Regions from separate parts of the Mus musculus genome. Here region 1 is linked to region 2. A link is a contact called in public promoter capture Hi-C data. All regions are on one chromosome and are shown on one strand. Each heading gives the region's core, a stretch centred on a gene start, on an enhancer-like site or on the middle of the called end of the contact. The rest is flanking DNA. Distances are from core to core; before and after follow the strand shown. Region 1 holds the start of Ralgds (ral guanine nucleotide dissociation stimulator). Region 2 holds the start of Wdr5 (WD repeat domain 5).

Region 1 (3,066 bases), core at 155-2,654, 1.0 Mb after region 2:
CACAGCTGGTGCTGGGGATGCTGAGGGTGTGAGCCCTGTGGGGTCTAGGGCAGCAGGCAGGAACATGGGGACACTTATATTGGTGAAAGGGGGTCAGAGTAAAAAGGCTTGAGCTGTTGGCCTATGGGAGTGAGGAGCTTGTCTGTCTGTCTGTCTGTCTGTCTGTGTGGCTTTATGTCTCTGTGTATCTGCCTACACATATGTGTGTCTGTGTTTCTGTGTCTGTGCATGTGATATCCATGAACAGACTTCCCAGGAGGGAAATGCAGAGCGAGACAGGAAAGGAACTTGATAAAACAGGTGGACAGCAACCAGAAAAGCAGAGTAGATGATGGAACCTCACCTCTGCCACCGTCCATCCCTGCAATTAGTGTGTCTGGAGGCAGCCTGCCTGCCGACGGCCTGCCCGCAGGGTTGACGCCTGGGGACTAAGTATCAGAGAGAAGTGGCCCTTAGAAAAAGAAAGCCAGAATAGGAGAGAGCAGCAGGGTCAGGAAACAAAGCTGAGCTGCTGCCGGGTCCTTGGCCCAGGAATGGGGCTGGGGAAAAGCCTACAGAATGTGTGGGAGCCACTGCCTTCCTGTGATATACCCCCACACGCCTGGACTTCCTGGAGATAGGGCAGAGCCCGGGCTTCTGAGCAGCCTTAGGGGATCTCCACACCTAGCCAAATCTGCCTATCTTTTTCTTAAATCATATTCACTGGAGCCTGTTCATAAAAATACTTTCTGACAATTAAAAATTTCAAAGAAAATTTAGGCCTTGTGGCGGGAGAGATGGCCCAGCATTCACAGTTTGTTCCCCTCAGGCATCAGCGTCTACCATGTCTGCAATGTACACACATGCATGGCAAATAACAGTACACATACAATAAAATAAACAAGCCTTTAAAAGTACGCCACCTCACCTAGTGGTAACCAGCATTGCTTTTGCATAGTAGGTTTGTCTAGTTTGTGCATGACTGTGGTGACTGGAGCTGAGGCTGGAAGCATCCCTCTCCCAATGGAGCTTGGACTGGATGCCAACGCCCTGTGGACACTGAGCCCAATCAATCCTCAGGGTCACCCTTCCCCATACTCTAATATATGAGCACATAGTCAGTGACCTCATTGACATCCTCCCAGTCACACTCTTGGAGGAAGTCATTTTCATTACCCATACTTTCCAGGTGAAGAAACTGAGGCTACAGAGCTAGGGGGTGTTGTAACTGGAATTCCCGGGAAGTGGATCTGATTTCAGCAAAACAGCATCACGGGCCGCCCACACAATACATAGACTGTGTATGCAAGCGCTGTCCACCAGGCCTGCCAACTAGAGGAGGCCCACGCCCCCTCTGAAACCACTCCCCCAGCAGCCCACGCCCCCAGCTGACATCAGCGAGGCCCGGCCTCTGGCGCAGAGCGCAGGCAGCGCGGAGCCGCGCCGGCCCTGCGCCCCGCGCTGCCCCGGGTCTCGCGGCCCGCCGGCCACCCGCGCCACCGTGAGTCGTCCATGGTGCAGCGCATGTGGGCTGAGGCGGCCGGGCCCATAGGGGGCACCGAGCCGTTGTTTCCCGGTTCCCGGCGCAGCCGCAGCGTGTGGGACGCCGTGCGCCTGGAGGTGGGCGTCCCCGACAGCTGCCCAGTGGTGCTGCACAGCTTCACGCAGCTCGACCCTGATCTGCCGCGCCTGGAGGTGGGTGAGCCCAACGTCCTTTGCAGCATTGTGTGTGGCTGGGGGGTTCCTTCCTCAGAAGTCCCCCTGCTGTATCAGCCCTGGGGCAGCCAGTTGGGCATTACAGCTTCCAGCACACCCTCAGCAGTAGGTGGGGAATCAGAGCTGAATTCCCGTGCCCCCTCAATTCATCCCAGTACCTGCTCCCACTCATCACAGGTGTGACAACCCCAATTACTGCAGTCAGTCAAACCTTTAAGCCCCTCCATGCTGTCACTATTTACACGCCTGTGGTGTGTGAATGCTCCAACCACGAGGGCCTATCCTCATTTCAAACCCTTGTCAATGGGGCGCGTGACACGAGGAGGCCACAATATAGTGGGCCAGCAAGTGGTTGTGGTGGCACAGCCCTAAACTCCCCAGAGGTGAGTGGGACCTCAGGGGCCTTTGAATACCCATCACTGAGTCAGACATAGGTCTAATGACCCGGGAACATCGAGGCTGTTCAGAGGAGGCAGTGGCAGGAAGGGAGTGGGATGGGCTGGAAGATTCAGAGACCATGCCCTTATGTGTGGGTGGTGGGAATAGTGAATGTGGGTAGGAGCTTGTTTCTAGTGTCCTGGGCAGGGACACCCAGCAGTGCCCTCTTCCTTTCACCTTAGTGTACACCTGCCACCATGCCCCAGGGGTAGTGGAATCCCAAGGCAGCCCTGCATCCTGCTCTGCCTAGAGAAGGCTCAGACAAAGCATACTCGGGAACTTCTGGTCATGGGGCCCCCAGGCCTAGGAGGCCTCTTGTGCTTGGCAGGTGTCCCAAGCCAGGCTGCTCATTCACCCAGTGGTCTCATCCTGGAGGCGGCTGGGGAGGGACTCCGGGGAGCTTGGTGGTGGGCGGCCCACCACCAGCCCTGCACTCATCTGGCTTTCATTATGTCTGGCAGAGTCTCCGGCTTTGTGTGCTGGAAGGGCCTAGCCTGATCACTCCTGGAGGGGGGTGTCAAGCTTCTCTCTGACTCTGTCTGGCTACATCCCTAAGGACCCTTTGTGGCAGGGCTGTTGAAAGGTTCTGTTCCTGCATGGGTTGCTGCTATCTGTGCCTCCTCTGCTGCCCTCTCTCCAGGCCTCTGTGTTGTCATGCAGCCTGGTCACCGTTTAGAAATCAGAGGGAAGCTTCTGGCTGGGTCAGGAAAGCCAGGGTCCTGGCAGGAGAGGAGGCCACAGCCGGAAACTGAACACAATGACCATTTAGCATTCGCCTGGGGGAGGGGGCAGGGAAATCCCTGTCTGTTTTGCCAATAATTCCCTCCCATCCCCATCCTGAGTCTGGTTTCCTGGTAGCAGACCCAGGTCCAGAAATGAAATCAATCCAATTAAGGTCCCTGCACTCTCTGTCTTTGCCTTTCGTCTTCTGTC
Region 2 (3,112 bases), core at 26-2,525:
TTAGGTTTGGTTTCCAGTCCGGTTAGCTAGGCAGATACGGAGATGTTATTCTTACCATCCCATGCTCCACTCCATCCAGGGCTCCTGGCATAGGTCTGTTAGACACACAGATTCGTCTGAACTGTTTCTGTGCCTTTAGCAGGAGATTCCAGGCCAATGTCAGTCTTCTCACACTCTTGTAGCTATGGCAACCACACACTCTCCATTCTCAAGCTTCAGTTGCTTAGTCCCTCCCTCTGCACAGGTTCCCCACGCGTTATATTTGATATTCCCAGACTGGAAGATGAGGCTGCACAGGTCATAGCCACCTCCAAGAGTCTAAGACCATGTGAGTTAGACAGTGAAGTGAGAGGTGCAGACCTGGCTCCAGGTTCTCCTTCTGTCCCTGTGTCCTCCTCTCTGGGTGTTTTCCCCGTTAGTGACAGGAGTAGAGGTGGTCCAACAGGAAAGAGGGCTGTCAAAACTTTGCTAACTGCAGGCCGGCCAGCCTGCTAGGGGCTGTCTTGTGAAAATGAGATAAAGCCTTTAAAATGGAGCTCCAGAGCCACACAGGAGCCAGATTGTAGTGGATGCTGTGGCTGCCTGGAATGTGAACTGCCTGAGCCTACATTCAGGTGCAACTGCATCGTTCCAGATGCATGCATAGCTGGAGGACTTGGAGCCCCTGTGTTAGGGACACTTGCCTTTCCTGTCCACATTCTTTCTTGTTTGTCTTCTAAGTCAGGTAGCTCCTCTCTTGTCAGCGTGCAGGCTTCCTTCTCTACAGTAGTGCCCTGCCTTCCCTGGACACTACTGTAGATCTCTCCCTGCAGCGGTAGCTCCTAAGACCTTTTTCGGAGTGTGTCTGTGTGGGGTGGTGGTGGTGGTACAGCGTAGCCTCCTTATGGCCCTGTAGAAGAGAGGCAAGTATGTTCAATTTGAGCTGTGGTTTGCAGCGGCAGGAAGCCCCCCGCCTTGCGGTAGGCTGGGGAGGCCGCAGGAGCTCCGGACTTCCGGACCTCGTGGACATCCACCAGTGGCACCAAGAGGTTTCCCAACAGTCCTGGGCAGGCACGGGCCAGCACAGGCAAATTGTAACTGTTAGCTTGGCTACACAGCCTAGAATAACAGGAGAGGCACCTAAGCACGTTCTCACCCATCTTTAATTCTAGAGTGCTCCAGTCTGCAGTTACCGAACACCAGTAGCGGTCAAATAGGAAGCGAGAACCACAGACGGCCCCTTTAAGGCGCTCCGCCTCCTCTAGTTTTTCTGACCCTCGTCGCCGCCCGTTGTCCCGCCCCTCGCGCACGCGCAATCCCTCCCGCCTCCCGCGCCGCTGCCGCCTAGTCCAGCAGATCGTCTGCTCTCGCGCGTAGGGCTAGCCGACGCGACGCCAGAGCGCCCGGCCCCGCCGCCGCGGCCCCGGCAGGTAAGCGAGAAACCCGGTCCCGCGGGCGCGAGGCGAGCGGCGGCCACGAGGGCCCTCGGGCTCCGGGCTCCACAGCGCCGCACGTGTTCCGAGGGCCTCGGGCCGGGCCGGACGCCGCATTTGCGGCCGCGCCCCGACCCCGCCGCCCCTTGTGGCCGCCACGGCCCGCTACTTCCACTGCGGCCCCTGCTACGCCCCTAGACCCTTAGTCCTGCGAGCTTCTCGAGACTCACACCTCAGACTGGCGTCACTGGGAGTGGAATTCTCTGTCTCATCGGGGACACCCAGCCAGCGTCGCGCAGGTTTCCTTGGCCACTTGGCGCCTCTCGTGCTGCGGGCACAACCCTCATTTGTGTCCTAGCGCAAGTTTCTACCTGACTAGGGCTGACCGGTCAAGGGTTTCTGAACATTGTCCGGGACAGCCGGGCAGTTGAGCGCACAGTGGTGTGAAGCCAAGGCTACTAGTACCTAGGTATCTAGGAGCCCAGAGAGGATGGGTTGGAGTTCTTTGTTGGGTTACCTACTGCACTCACCTGAGTGACTGAACCATTCTGTCTTCCCATACTTGTGTACTAGGGTGGAAACCAGGAGTCTACATTTGACTGGAGGGAGACTGATGGCTGCTGCCCTTCCATAGTCAGGCTCACTCTAGTGTAAAGCCCCGGCTGCGGCTGCCGGTTACCTACCTCCTTTGTGGGCAGTGGAGGCCAGCTCCAAACCACCTGCTGAGGATCCTGCTTAACCCAGCTTCCTCCCAGACCTGCCCTCCCCAAGTCCTGCTTTCCTGAGTGCTCTGTCTTGGACTCTACCCTGTGGAATTGGAAAGTGGTGGTCTCCTTTGAGCCGGTTTCAGGTTGATGCTAGCCTCACATTTAACTGCTTTGAATTCCTGAGCCTCCTGAATGCTGTGAGGCAGATTGGCTAATGTTGATATTCTTTCTTTCTTTCTTTCTTTCTTTCTTTCTTTCTTCCCCGTTTTTGTTTTTGTTTTTTGGTTGGTTGTTTGGGGCCCACATCCTTAGAGCTCTTCATCCTTAGAGCTGGAATTAAAGTGGGTGGTGCTACAACTAGTGTCTTCAGATGTTAATATTTGTCTTCCTGAAAGACCCAGCTTATTAACGATGTGATGGGCAGGGCTGGGTGGTGGTGTGCTTGTTGGCAAGGTCATCCACCTGCTGTTAGGTGAATCTCTTTATATGCTAAAAGAAGCTTAGTTCCTAGAGACTTCCCACACTGGAGATAGATCTGCCCTACACTGTTGGCCTTTCATTTCACTGGAGTAGGGAGATGAGATGCTGGTTGAAAGAGACTTTCTAGCCCTTTTCATTACTTAAGTCTCAGCTCCTGTTGCTACCTGTATGGTCCACAAAAGTGGTTGCTATGGGAACTCATGGCCATAGTTGCATTAAGAATAAGCACCAGGTCAGGCCTGGTAGTTGATTTATGCCTGTTACACCAACCATACCAAGCTTGAGACTGGTTTTTTAATACCAGTGCATAGCAAGACCCTGTCTCCAAAAAGCTAAAAGCACCAAGCAGCTGGTATTTCCTGGGCACAAGAGCTTTGTTTGTGGAGAGGCCCCTGGGACCTACCCTAGTCTGATCCTTGCACCTGGGCTTGAGCTACAGCGGATTTGACCTTGATGGAGATGGCTGCAGGTAAAACAGCTTGGCTGCACCTGTGTGGTGCATGGTGTTCCTGT

Evidence for each region. Promoter capture Hi-C pulls out the DNA fragments that hold promoters and counts their contacts.
Region 1: a promoter capture Hi-C map of liver shows a contact between it and region 2, with 4 times the contacts expected there. The contact joins the promoter of Ralgds here to the promoter of Wdr5 in region 2. A contact is called at or near these places in 7 of 39 promoter capture datasets (3T3-L1-derived adipocytes, embryonic stem cells, epiblast stem cells and 3 more) and 3 of 115 datasets of contacts at active chromatin or transcription factors (embryonic forebrain, embryonic hindbrain and pancreatic cancer cells).

Annotation. Positions count from the first base shown.
Region 1 is chr2:28,532,060-28,535,125 of GRCm38.p6, forward strand. It overlaps Ralgds (ral guanine nucleotide dissociation stimulator), which reads left to right and starts at 1,405. Exons shown (of 18, transcript NM_001145835.1): 1 at 1,405-1,674. The coding sequence starts at 1,492.
Region 2 is chr2:27,513,872-27,516,983 of GRCm38.p6, forward strand. It overlaps Wdr5 (WD repeat domain 5), which reads left to right and starts at 1,276. Exons shown (of 14, transcript NM_080848.2): 1 at 1,276-1,409.